Linked DNA regions of Mus musculus: region 2 is linked to region 1. Evidence: chromatin contacts called from public Micro-C data. All regions are on one chromosome and are shown on one strand. The core of a region is the stretch at or near the end of the contact, and the rest is flanking DNA. Distances in the headings are between cores, read along the strand shown.

Evidence for each region. Hi-C and Micro-C count contacts between places; a contact is called where the count stands out from the background.
Region 2: a contact with region 1 is called in a Micro-C map of embryonic stem cells, with 2.4 times the contacts expected there. The contact joins two enhancer-like sites. A contact is called at or near these places in 8 of 484 Hi-C or Micro-C datasets (the G1E-ER4 cell line, embryonic stem cells and olfactory sensory neurons) and 1 of 115 datasets of contacts at active chromatin or transcription factors (embryonic stem cells).

The regions. Positions count from the first base shown.
Region 1 is chr3:100,929,783-100,935,454 of GRCm38.p6, forward strand. It overlaps Trim45 (tripartite motif-containing 45), which reads left to right. Exons shown (of 6, transcript NM_194343.2): 5 at 35-161; 6 at 1,649-4,229. The coding sequence ends at 1,797. Among named protein-coding and RNA genes, the nearest start is that of Trim45, 10 kb to the left of the region's middle. Within about 2 kb of position 2,934, at least 48 of the 459 cell types and tissues checked have an H3K27ac peak or open chromatin away from gene starts, as enhancers often do. A contact at or near this core is called in embryonic stem cells, where this site is marked.
Region 2 is chr3:101,568,084-101,573,755 of GRCm38.p6, forward strand. No RefSeq gene overlaps it. Among named protein-coding and RNA genes, the nearest start is that of Atp1a1, 34 kb to the right of the region's middle. Within about 2 kb of position 2,773, at least 90 of the 459 cell types and tissues checked have an H3K27ac peak or open chromatin away from gene starts, as enhancers often do. A contact at or near this core is called in embryonic stem cells, where this site is marked.

The DNA of each region.
Region 1 (5,672 bases), core at 1,684-4,183:
GTCTGATTCTTTGCTCTTGGCCTGAACCCCTCAGGGCTCACCATTCAACGTGACCGTGAGGAGGAAGCATCGGCCACATCCGGGTGTGTTTCACTGCTGCACCTTCTGCTCCAGTGGAGGACAGAAAGCTGCCCGCTGTGCCTGCGGAGGCACCATGCCGGGTAAGCATGGTCGGTGGCCTCAAGTCAACTGAAGCTAGCATCTGGGTCGGAAACAGCAGTCTTATGATGTCATGTCCTCAAGCCCGCAGGCCCAAGCAGCAGCAAGCAAGGGTCCGTCCCTTTGCTGCCTCACAGGTACTAGGTCAGGGTGTTTGGACTGAGGCTTTTCTCAAAGAATTCTAGCCTCTTGAAGGGGTTTGCAACCCCATAGGAAGAACAATATCCATCAACAGACCCCCCAGAACTCCCAGGGACTAAACCACCAACCAAAGAGTACACATGGAGGGAGGGACCCATGGCTCCAGCCGCATATGTAGCAGAGGTTGGCCTTGTCGGGCATCAATGGGAGGAGAGGCCCTTGGTCCTGTGAAGGCTCCATGCCTCAATGTAGGGAACTGCCAGGGTGGGGAGGCAGGAGTGGGTAGGTGGGTGGGTGGGTGAAACACCCTCATAGAAGAAGGGAAGAGGGGATGGGATAGGGGGTTTCCCAGGGAGGAGGTAACTAGGAAAGGGGATAACATTTGAAATGTAGCTAAAGAAAATATCAAAAAAAAAAAAAAGAAAAGAAAAAAGGATTATTAAAAAAAAAAAAGAATTCTAGCCTCTTGTGTAGAGGCAGGACAGATAGTCTATACAGCAAGTCTCATGTTCTGAATTGAAATGACAGGCTTCAAGGTTCTGAGTTCTTTTGATACAGTTTACCAGTCCATGGGCCTTTTGACCAGAATCTGAGATTTGTAGATTCAGTCTATACCTGTTCTAGCAGTCTGAGCACTGTGAAATATAGATTCACCCAAAAATCATGAGGAAATTCAAATGGGGAGGATCAGGGGGTAGATGATTGAGCAACGTCTCACTCTTTATTTAGACATCTGGGCAAGAGATCCTTCATTGTTGTTGCTGCTGTTGTTGTTGTTCTATCATGGGCCTGGGGGAGATTCAATCATGTGAGCAGTGGCTGCTGTTCCAGAAGACCCAAGTTCACTTCCCACCACCCAGGGGTCTCGCAACTGTATATTACTCCAGCTAAAGAGATTTGATGCCTTCTTTCTGATACCAGCCACACACATGGTTCATAGACATACATGCAGGCCAAACACTCACACGCTAAATAAAAAAATCTTTTCATCATGTCTTTATTCTAATGGTGGCCCACAAAATAAGCTTTTGTACCCCTCCGTGTAACCAATTTAGCACGTCTCCTTTTCCATTAATCTACCCTTTTATTTTCGTGTCACTCACTGCATATAGTTAAGATCCAAACCAGTATTTAACAGTTGAAGGGCAAACTAGTTCATCTCCTGGTTGCATTTTGGACAGTTCTGAGAGCCTGGCCTGGCCATGGCTACCAGATAGTTCTGATTACAGTGGACTGAACTCGGTAGTTTCTTTGGGGAGATCTTGACTGCTTAGGTCTGAATGTTGCCAGGATTAGCTTTGTACAGCTGGACTCTACTTTATGTTGTTCCCCCCTTTGTATTATGCAGGTGGATACCTTGGCTGTGGCCACGGACACAAAGGCCACCCGGGCCGTCCACACTGGTCTTGCTGTGGGAAGTTCATTGAGAAGTCCGAGTGCTCGTTCACGAGTGGGCAGGGCGCCCCGAGGAGTCTGCTTAGGACCGTGGCGCTCTGATGCTTCCTGGGGACAAGTCGGGCCAGGTAACCCTGAAGCTAGCATAACTTCAGCTATGCAGAGAACCCAGAGCTTGAGTAGTTCCAAAGAGACTGACAGAATTAAAGACGAAGTGCTTTCTCTAACATCAGACTTCAAGTGCTTTCTGTGTGGGCATCTCTCGTGTACCATGGCGGAGTGCAGGCCTCCCCTACACCGCTCCTCAAGGCAGGCTGCTGATCTACTCCACGGAAAGCTCTCCTGTTTTATACGGGCATTGAGGTGTCTGTGCCATGGGACCATGAGCTCCTGGAGCAGGGAGGACTTTATGCCTTCCTTTCCACTGTGTTGCAGCCTCTCCGGTTTACCCCGAGCTAGAGTTTCAGGGCTTCTCCTGGAGGATGAAACCCCTCTGGCCCATCATTTGTTTGTTGTATACTTTCAGTGGTTTCCTAGTACACAGTTTATGATGATTATCACGGTTTTGCCGTCTAGATGAGCGCCCGAGTGATGCTCATGTGTAGGCACACAAGTAGACAGTAAGGAGGTACGGTGTGGCAAGAGCGCAGCCATCTGCTGCAGTTCTTTACATCAGATGACGGCGGGTCCTCCATCCACACAGCTCTGACTTAATGGAGGGCTTTCGCTGCCCTCTCTACCCTGCAACAGCTGAAAGCACTGACTCTGCAGGGCACCCCCTAGCGGCTACAGGATTCTGGGAGGAAGACTTAGTACTCCCTCAGCCCAGCCAAGGTCTTCCCAGTAGAGATTTTGTGTTTTCTGGGATTCTTGGTTTCTTACACAGCAGTAAACTCACAACATATGAAACTGAATTACTGAAGTTTGCATTATAGGATCTCATAGGGAGTGGTGACTCATTGGAGGGGCAATTGGGTAAAGGAAAGGAAGCGAGGCACTTAGATGACCACTGTCAGGTTTCACTTCCTTCTCTTAGCCTTTAAGATAAGATACATTAAGATAATTAAGACATTAAGATACTTTCTTCATTTTCTTCGAACATTCCCCTTGAGCCCCTTTCTGGAAGCAAAATCTGATGTTCCCAGAAGACAACACTGCCCCTCTCCCCCTCAGCTGGTTGTTGTTTGCTCCTCACTCTGTCTGTTCCCACCCACTCCCAGCCACACCCTGAGCCAGGTCAGGTGTCTACTGAGCTTGCCATGGCTGCTTTGAGATCACTGGTTCTCAGCCAGGCAACCCCACCTCCCGGGGGCGTGTCTTACAGAATCTTGGGGATATGGGTTCTAGCAGCATTGAGTAGGGCCACAGGTCAGTTTATTCAACTGCAGGATAGCTTTCTGCAGCAAATGGAGCATGCTTTGCCTCCCTGCAGTGCCATTTTCATGTCTGATGAGGCGTACATCCTGCATTCTGCTCAATGGTTCCCTCCCAGGCTCCTAAGCTCGACCTTGCACTGTGTTGTTGTCAGTATGCTCAGTAGAGTCAAAGAGCAGTCCTTCCATTTCTCGCCCCTGTTTCCTCCCGTGACCTCCTTCTGACTTAAATACCACTTAGACTCGGTGACTCCCAAGTCCTCTTCAGGTCACTCTCTAGATGATTATGAGGTCCAGTGACTTACGTCATCACATCTCCTCTTATGTGTACAGTAAGCCCCTCATTCAAATTTAAATGGCTCCCAGTGTCCAGTTCTCACTTGCTCCTGCCTGTCATCACCAAACAGCTTCTCCTGGAGTCCTCTCCACACTTTAAAAGAGAAGCGTCTGTCCTTAGGTGGGGCAGCCTGGAAACTCCTTGTGTGTCACACCATATCCAAACCACTGGTAACTCCTGTCAACCTCACTTTCACTGACTCCTGCTCTCTGCGTCCATTGCTACCATCCTGGTCTGACAAGCCGAGACTCCCACCAGAAAGCTTTGCCTATCTTCTCGCCAGCCTGCTTCCACATCAGGTCATTCTGCTCGGTGCCTCCAGTGACCGCTCGCTCATCTCAGAACAGAGGCAGCTCACCTGCTTCACATTACCATGTGCCAGCGTGGTCTGATCCATGGCCTTCTCTTCCTACCCAGCTCCACCTTCTGTCCAGGCACAGTGGCCCTGCCGGCCGCTGCTCAGGCTCAGCAGCCTCTTCTTGGAGCCTTTATAGTAATGGGCCTTCTATCTGACAGTCCTTCTCAAAGATGCATCATACCCTTTGACTTCAAGTTTCTGCTCTAGTGTCAACTATTGTCCTATTAGTGAGGTTTCTAACCATCCTGAGTAAAACAGAAGAATCATACCCAGGAGGAGGCATCCCCTGCCCGGCTTCATCACCAGCTGACGGGTGATGTATTGTCTTACATCTGCTGTACTGGACTCTGAGCTCCGCGAGGGCAGGGAGCTGGCATTCAGTAACTGTATTATCCCCATGCAGGTCAGACTTTGGCTCACAGTAGAGACAAATAGTATGTTGAATGAATAAAAATTCAAGTTGGTAGAGTTTTGTTTGGCTTTACTTAGTATGTTTTCATGACTTCCATTTCCCTAAACCCAAGTATATCCCATTGAACCAAAGACCACTTGGGAAAAGGTCTTAACCGCCTATCAGACTTGTTGGATACAAGTAAGCACCCAAGGGACCAGCCTTGAATTTTCCAGTTACCTCAGACATCCAGGGAGTCTTGTGCCCTGAAGTCTCTGGAATTACATCATCTTTCCCCAGGGGTCTTGAGTCAGTGCAGCAGAGCCAAGCACAGCTCGAGAGTCTACCTTGGAGAGCTTGCGACAACCGGGCAGTTTTTTGTAGATGAAGCTGCATCTCTAGAGGAAAACTTTGATCTCAGTGGGGCATCCAGGGTCTAGCTACTACCATTAAACAGGGAGGAAGAACTCAAGGTCGGAAGCACATACTTTGGCTGGTAACAACTCTGTTAATGTTTAAAGTCCCCGTGGGCGGTGGTAGGGGTGCCTGGGCTCTTACTTAGTTTGAACAATAATGGGGTCTTAGCCCAATTTAGTCCAGATGCTCTGGCAGCTGAAAAAAAACTATGAAAAGGTCAGAGTGATCTGAGAACCCCCAAACTCTACGGCAAGGAGAAGAGAAGTGGAGTTTTTAGGGAGGATACAAATGTGTCCTCATGTGCACGCTGAAGATACAGCTTCATGATGTAAGCGATGTGGCTGGTATTACGGCTGAGAAAAAAAGCGACAAATTCGAGTCTTGGTCCTGTGGGATATAAACACCTTGGCTGTCTTGGCCAGCCCACCCCTCCTGCTCCCTCTCTGCAATCATTGCTCACCCTTACTCCAGAGGATGCACACCTGTGGCAGGCATGGCTGTCACCCGAGGATGCTCACCTGTGTCAGGTGTGGCTGTCAACCGAGGATGCTCACCTGTGTCAGGTGTGGCTGGATAAAGATAAAGCAGCTAGAAGCAGATCAGAGGAAGCGGCATGCCACCGGGTTGTGTCAGTCCCTACATGTCGATAAGGCATTCCCTTCATCACTTGCCCAAAGCTCTCACAGGTCAATTTCTGTGATGAACCATTAACTACGCAGGTCCTCGACCACAGCTCTCGCCAGTCACAGTACAGCTAGTCTTACGCTCGATGCTAAGCCTTGGAAAGGTAGGCTTGACTTTGCTTCCCCTTAAAATTGAAGTACCCTGCAGAGCCTTGCACACAGTAGGTGCTTGATATATATTTCAGTGACTGTACAGGTACTGGGCAGCAGAAATACTCCTCACCTCTCCTTTCTTAGACATCTGCCCACACTCAGACTTAGCTATGGAAGCTGTGTAGAAAGCACTGAAGATCGTGAGCACAGCCCATGGCTGCTCCCTGTTCCCTCCCTAGTACTTTATCTCTATCCTGTAGGACAGCGTGCCTAATTAGCCCTGATCTCATGTTTATTGACGAAAACATTCTAATATAGATTATAT
Region 2 (5,672 bases), core at 1,523-4,022, 640 kb after region 1:
AAACCATCATTTGATTCCAAAGAAACTAGAAATTTCCACTTTAATCCATGTGACAAGCTATGGGTACCAATGGCTGTGAAGAGGGAGAATCAGTATTCTCCAGAGATGGGCTTCACCATAAGTGACCAGGCCTAAGGACATATGAAGATAGACACAGGCAACAATAAACAGATCCAGCATGTTGTTCACGTACACATCCCCATATTTCATATGCATACATATGTAATAATAATAATTATAGGAGGAGAGGTCATGTGTTTGATAGGGAGTAGGGCAGGGGATACAAAGTGGCTGTCCCGAAACTCATTATGTAGACCAATCATCTGAACTCAAAGTCATAAAGATATGGCTTTGTCTGTCTTCCAAGTGCTAGGATTAAAGGCGTGTGCTACCATGCCCTGAAAAAAGTCTAATTTTAAAAATATATATTATTTATTTATTTATTTATTTATTTATGAGTGGGTGTTCATGCACATGTGCCATAGCACATAGTGTGCATGCCAGGTGCCTCAGAGGTTAGAAGAAGGCATCAGATCTGGAACCAGAGTTACAGGTGGTTAAGAACTACCCTATGTGTGCTGGGAACTGAACCTGGGTCCTCTGTAAGGGCCACAAGTATTCTGAGTGGCTGAGTCATCTCTACAGCTCCCCTTACACCATTCTGTACATGGACTATGCATCTGAAATTTCATCCACTCTGCTTCCCCGAGTGCCAGTCTCCTAGCTTCCAGAGGCTCTGAGTACCAGGACTTGGCACACACAGGATGCTGTCGAGTGGTTCCTGAGTGCTGGGCTGGGCAGTCTCATGTCATGGCATTTATTTGATAGCTTGCTGCAGCCACCCTACTGCGTTTTCACTTTCTGGTGCTCAGTCCTATCCGTGTGCTAGGGGGTATTTTACAGCTGCTCTGGGGGAAAGCCCATTTTGCCCAGTCCATGGTATTTGACAATTTCCATCGTGTAATTATTCCAACCTTTGCCAGTTTTGCGTTACCAAGGTGAAGTTTGCTGGCTTGCAGACTTCCAGGAGTGCTGGACTCACTTGGAGAGCTTAGAGGAAGTTTCCCTCCCTGCCTCCCTCCCTCCTCCCCCCTCCCATTACTCTCCCCTCTCCTTTCCTGTCTCTTCCACCTTCCCTTCCTTGCCAAGGTCTCAGGATGTAGCACAGGCTGCATCTTGAACTTCCTATATAGCTCATGATAGAGAGCTTTAAATATGCAATTCTCCTGCCTCAGCTGCCTAAGTTCTGGAATTGCAGGTGTTCACCATCACACATAGCTAAGAATGTACATTTTCTAGCAAATCCACAGCTGGTGCTGATACTGGAAGATTAGATACAGTTTTGAGAGCATTGCCTTGAGGCAAAGGCTCTTAACATTAGCTTTACATTAGCTGCAGTCCCCTGGGAGTGTTAATAGTTAGTTTGTTTGTTTTCTTGTTTTTTCGAGACAGGGTTTCTCTGTGTAGCCCTGGCTGTCCTGGAACTCACTTTGTAGACCAGTCTGGCCTTGAACTCAGAAATCCGACTGCCTCTGCCTCCCAAGTGCTGGGATTTTAAAGGCGTGTGCCACCACCGCCCGGCTTGGGAGTGTTAATAGTATGATGCCTGGCTTCCACTTTTCAAGGCTAAATTTCTCTGTGTGGTTTCAGGGTACAGTCAAAGAGGAACCTGTGCTAAAGAGCACCGCTGTTTACCCCACCACTCAGCTATTGGGTTTTGTGACGTAAGCATCATTCTAAAGGTACAGGGGTTGAAGATGAGGTCCATAGCTGATGGATCCAGTCACTAAGATCCAGACCCGAGGACTCTGCCTTCATCAGTCAACTAATCTGCCAATGGATTTGGAATATGGTGGTGTTCTGGAGAGGCGGTGAAAACTTCCAGACATGGGACCTAATTGAAGAAATAGGTGACAGAGGATATATTTTCAGGGGGTATATGTTGCCCTGCATCTAGCTCAATCTGTATCTTGTCAGCTGAGGAAGGCTGGTTTGATACTAAGCAGTTCCCTCTGTGTGATAAGAACACACCTTGACCTCTGGCCCAGAGCAATGGAGTCAATTGGGAACTGGAACCCTGAAACCATGAGCCACAATAATATGTTTTGTACAGTTACGTGGAAATATGAGATGATCCTCTCAAGACAGAGGGAGACTTGTTTTGTGTGAAAGGGCGTCTTAGGCAGGGTTTCTATTGCTGTGAAAAGACACCATGACCATAGCAACTCTTATAAAGAAAGGCACTTAGTTGGGGCTGTAGTCCACAGGCTTAGTCCATTATTGTGCCCTTAAGCGGGCTAAATCAGACCTTGTTTTGCACAGTTGGACTAGCCCACCTAGGGTGGAGTCTATTGTCCTGCCTTGTCTGCAGCTTCCTGCAAGAAACCACTACCTGCTGAGCAGCTGTGCTTGTTTTCCTGTCAAGATCTGGGCAACTTGTGTGTGTGGGGGTGGTGGGGGGAGTGGGGGTGGTGGAGGTGGTGAGGGTGGTGGTGGATGGGGGGTGGTTCCCCCCTTTATATTCGGCTTTAAGAATTAAGCATCTGGCTTTGATCAGAAACTTTGTCTCGGTCTCATTTTTTTCTTGTCCATCCTTCCCAACCACCCCCAGCTTTCCTTTCAGGAACCCAGTTCTCTTGGCTGCTGGTGGCTACACATTATTGTTATGGTGATGAGCATGGTGGCAGGCAGGCAGGCAGGCAGGCAGGCAGGCAGGTAGGCAAGCAGACAAGCTGGAGAGGTAGCTGAGAGTTCTATATCTGAATTGGCAGGCAGCAGGAAGAGTCAGCCACTGGGCGTGACTTGAGCATTTGAAACCTCAAAGTCTGCCCCCTCCCCCCAGTGACACACTTCCTTCAACAAAGCCACACCCACACCATCAAGGCCACACCTCCTAGTAATGCCACTCACTCCCTCTGAGCCTATGGGGCTCGTTTTAATTCAAATCTGCACTAAGGGCTTGTGGTTGAGCAGAGGAGAGATGCATGTGTTAGGCTAGCTCACATCCCATTGCCTCCAAGAGTCCCTTGACTGAACCTCCAGGAGGTTGGGAAGTGTGATTCAGCCGGCTGCTACAGAAGAACAGGGATGAGACTTACTAAGCAAGCGACTGTCTGGTTGCCAGCCTCACTGCTGTCTGGGAACAAGCACACCTTGGGCAGATCTTCAGCTGGAAGAACCTACAAGTACTGGTGCTATGTTAGAGTGTAGGAGAGTTCAGATGTAGGGTGAGCGTGCTGGGGTAAAATGACCAATGGTGATTTGAGATGTTTTTACATCCATGCCCACGGAGCCTATGTCAAAAACATGTTTTATAGACAGCACTCAATACTTTCCATCTACTCAAGTCACTAGCCTTTCCAGACTTGAGTTTCTCACTGTGGAGGTCCACTTGCATCAGTTCCATGGGATTTGACACAATAAACCACCACGGGCCAAAATACCACGGCCTGCTGCAGGCAGGATTAGCTGCTCAGTGGGTGTTGGCTTCCCTCCTTTGTGGGTGCCAGTGCTCTGGAATGGAAGCAGATGGCCTGGGGATGCACACACACACACATACATGCACACACACACACACACACACACACACACACACACACACGGGGTGAAGAGCTGGCTTCGAGGCTTTCGCTGTCTGCTCTGGTGGGGGAGACACCCCAGAGAAGCCTCTTACTATAGTAAGTGGGGGTGTGTGTGTTCCCAGGGCAACAGGGTGGCACCCATGCCCTTCCTGTCTGTCACGCCAGGAAAAGTTTTAAACCTTGCCGTAGGTTTTTAATGGAGCCATTATTCATACTATAAAAGGATTCCTCGCATACTGAGCAGGCTCTTTAGACATTTCTGCTTTCCTACACACAGATTAACTGCACTGAGTCAGAGCCCCAGTGTAGAAAGAGAAGGGAAGGGAGAGCAGAGGGGACAGGCCAGAGGGAGGAGGAAGGGACCTCTGTCTTTCAGAAAAGCTGGTCTGAAATCCACAGTGTTTAAAAAAACAACAAAACAAAACAAAAACCCACCATCACAAGCCTCGGCAAGGACAGAACAAAAATTGACTTCTAGGGACCAGTTTGCAATGCTGAAGCCCAGAAGCTATCCTCTGCAACCTGTAGGAGGAACCAGATCTGCCACCTTCTCTGGGAAAGCCTGTCCCAGACTGACTGCCCTGGGGTCCAATGGGAGAGGCAGGCCGAGCTGCTCCGATCATAACTGCCTGCCTTCACGCTTCCCGGTTACACAAGTTGCAGCCTGGTTACTCAGGCCCTGGGGGCAAATTCATGTGAATAACTGTTCAACAGGCTGTGCTCAGTTTCCAAGAAACTTGCTGTGCTCCGGTCTTAATGCCAGCTCCAACCTCCCCTGTTCTTTGTCCCTCATAAAAGCACTGCCCTTCTCTGGTCCTTGGCTTCAGCCCTGGCTCTCTACCACATGGTCAAAACTTTCCAAGCATCTCATATGCTAGAGACAAAGCATTAGCATCCCACGTGCCATGCCCGAGTGTCCTGGGTATGGGTTGGGAGGTGGATGTGTCACCTTCTGTCACTTGTCAGTGGCAAGGCACTGGGCACGTCACCTCACAGCTCTGAACTTCACGTTGTTGTTTGTTTTGCTTAGACCATTGCCCGGCTTGTGATAAATGTGATTGGTAGGTATTGAGTTCCACTAAGTAGAAACAGCAAACTTTCCCTAGTTTTATATTCAGTGAAACGGGGCTGGGGGAACTTTTATCTAACTCTTAGGAAGGCCCAGGCACTTGCCAAGCCCTCTCTGCAGGTTATTTGATCTTTGCAGCAACCTTGTGAGGAGTGTGTAATGGCCTGTCAGGGAGAGAGGCTTGTAGAGCCCGTGAATTGCCTAGACGGAAAGCTGAGGAGCCAATACCTCGATGCCTACCCAGAGATGCCCCCACCTCCAGATGCACAGGGGAGGGAACCTTTCCCATAGGGTGTGTGTGTCCAACAGGAGGCCCTGCCCCTGTGAACATCACAGCATGCTGTGTGTACCCCTCAGGGGACTCAGAGTGGTTTGGGGGAAAGTGTGAGCCCTCTCCCGGATTTGCCCTTTGTTTTCCCTTCTGAGCTACATGGCACTCTGAGTAAGGTCTCTGCCCTTCTCTTTGAGTGGAGTTCTGGCCGCTGTATGACTCGTCCTTTGTGAGGCACTGAGCTGAGCAGGGTTCACAGTGGAAGGTGACTACATAACACATTGGGAACTGTGTATGAGGCACAAGTCAGCGATCTGACAGGCCATCCCATCCTCACTGGGGAGAGAGGGACTCTTATAAGATCCTGAGATACCCAGATCAACGACAATGCTTCGGAACCCAGGTCAGCCCGGGGTCCAGTGCCCTTACTGATGCCTCTGTACTTCTTAGAGGAGCTTGACTTCTTCATGACTTTGACATGGTCCCCCACTCTAACTCTGTATCTAGTTCTAGACACCTGCTTGTTCTTCAACTCTCTGATTTCAAACTTCAGTGTTGAGATAGAGGGACCCTAAGTCACAGGCTGGTGGCAACCTGGGCACAGATCAGATAGGCTAAGCTCTTCCCCCTGGGAAGCAGTGGTACCAATGAGCATACACTTAAAAATTATAGCTGCATAGGCATTGTGCAATTTTCTATAGTATATACTGTAATTATGTGTATATATATATGTAATTATGTAATATATATA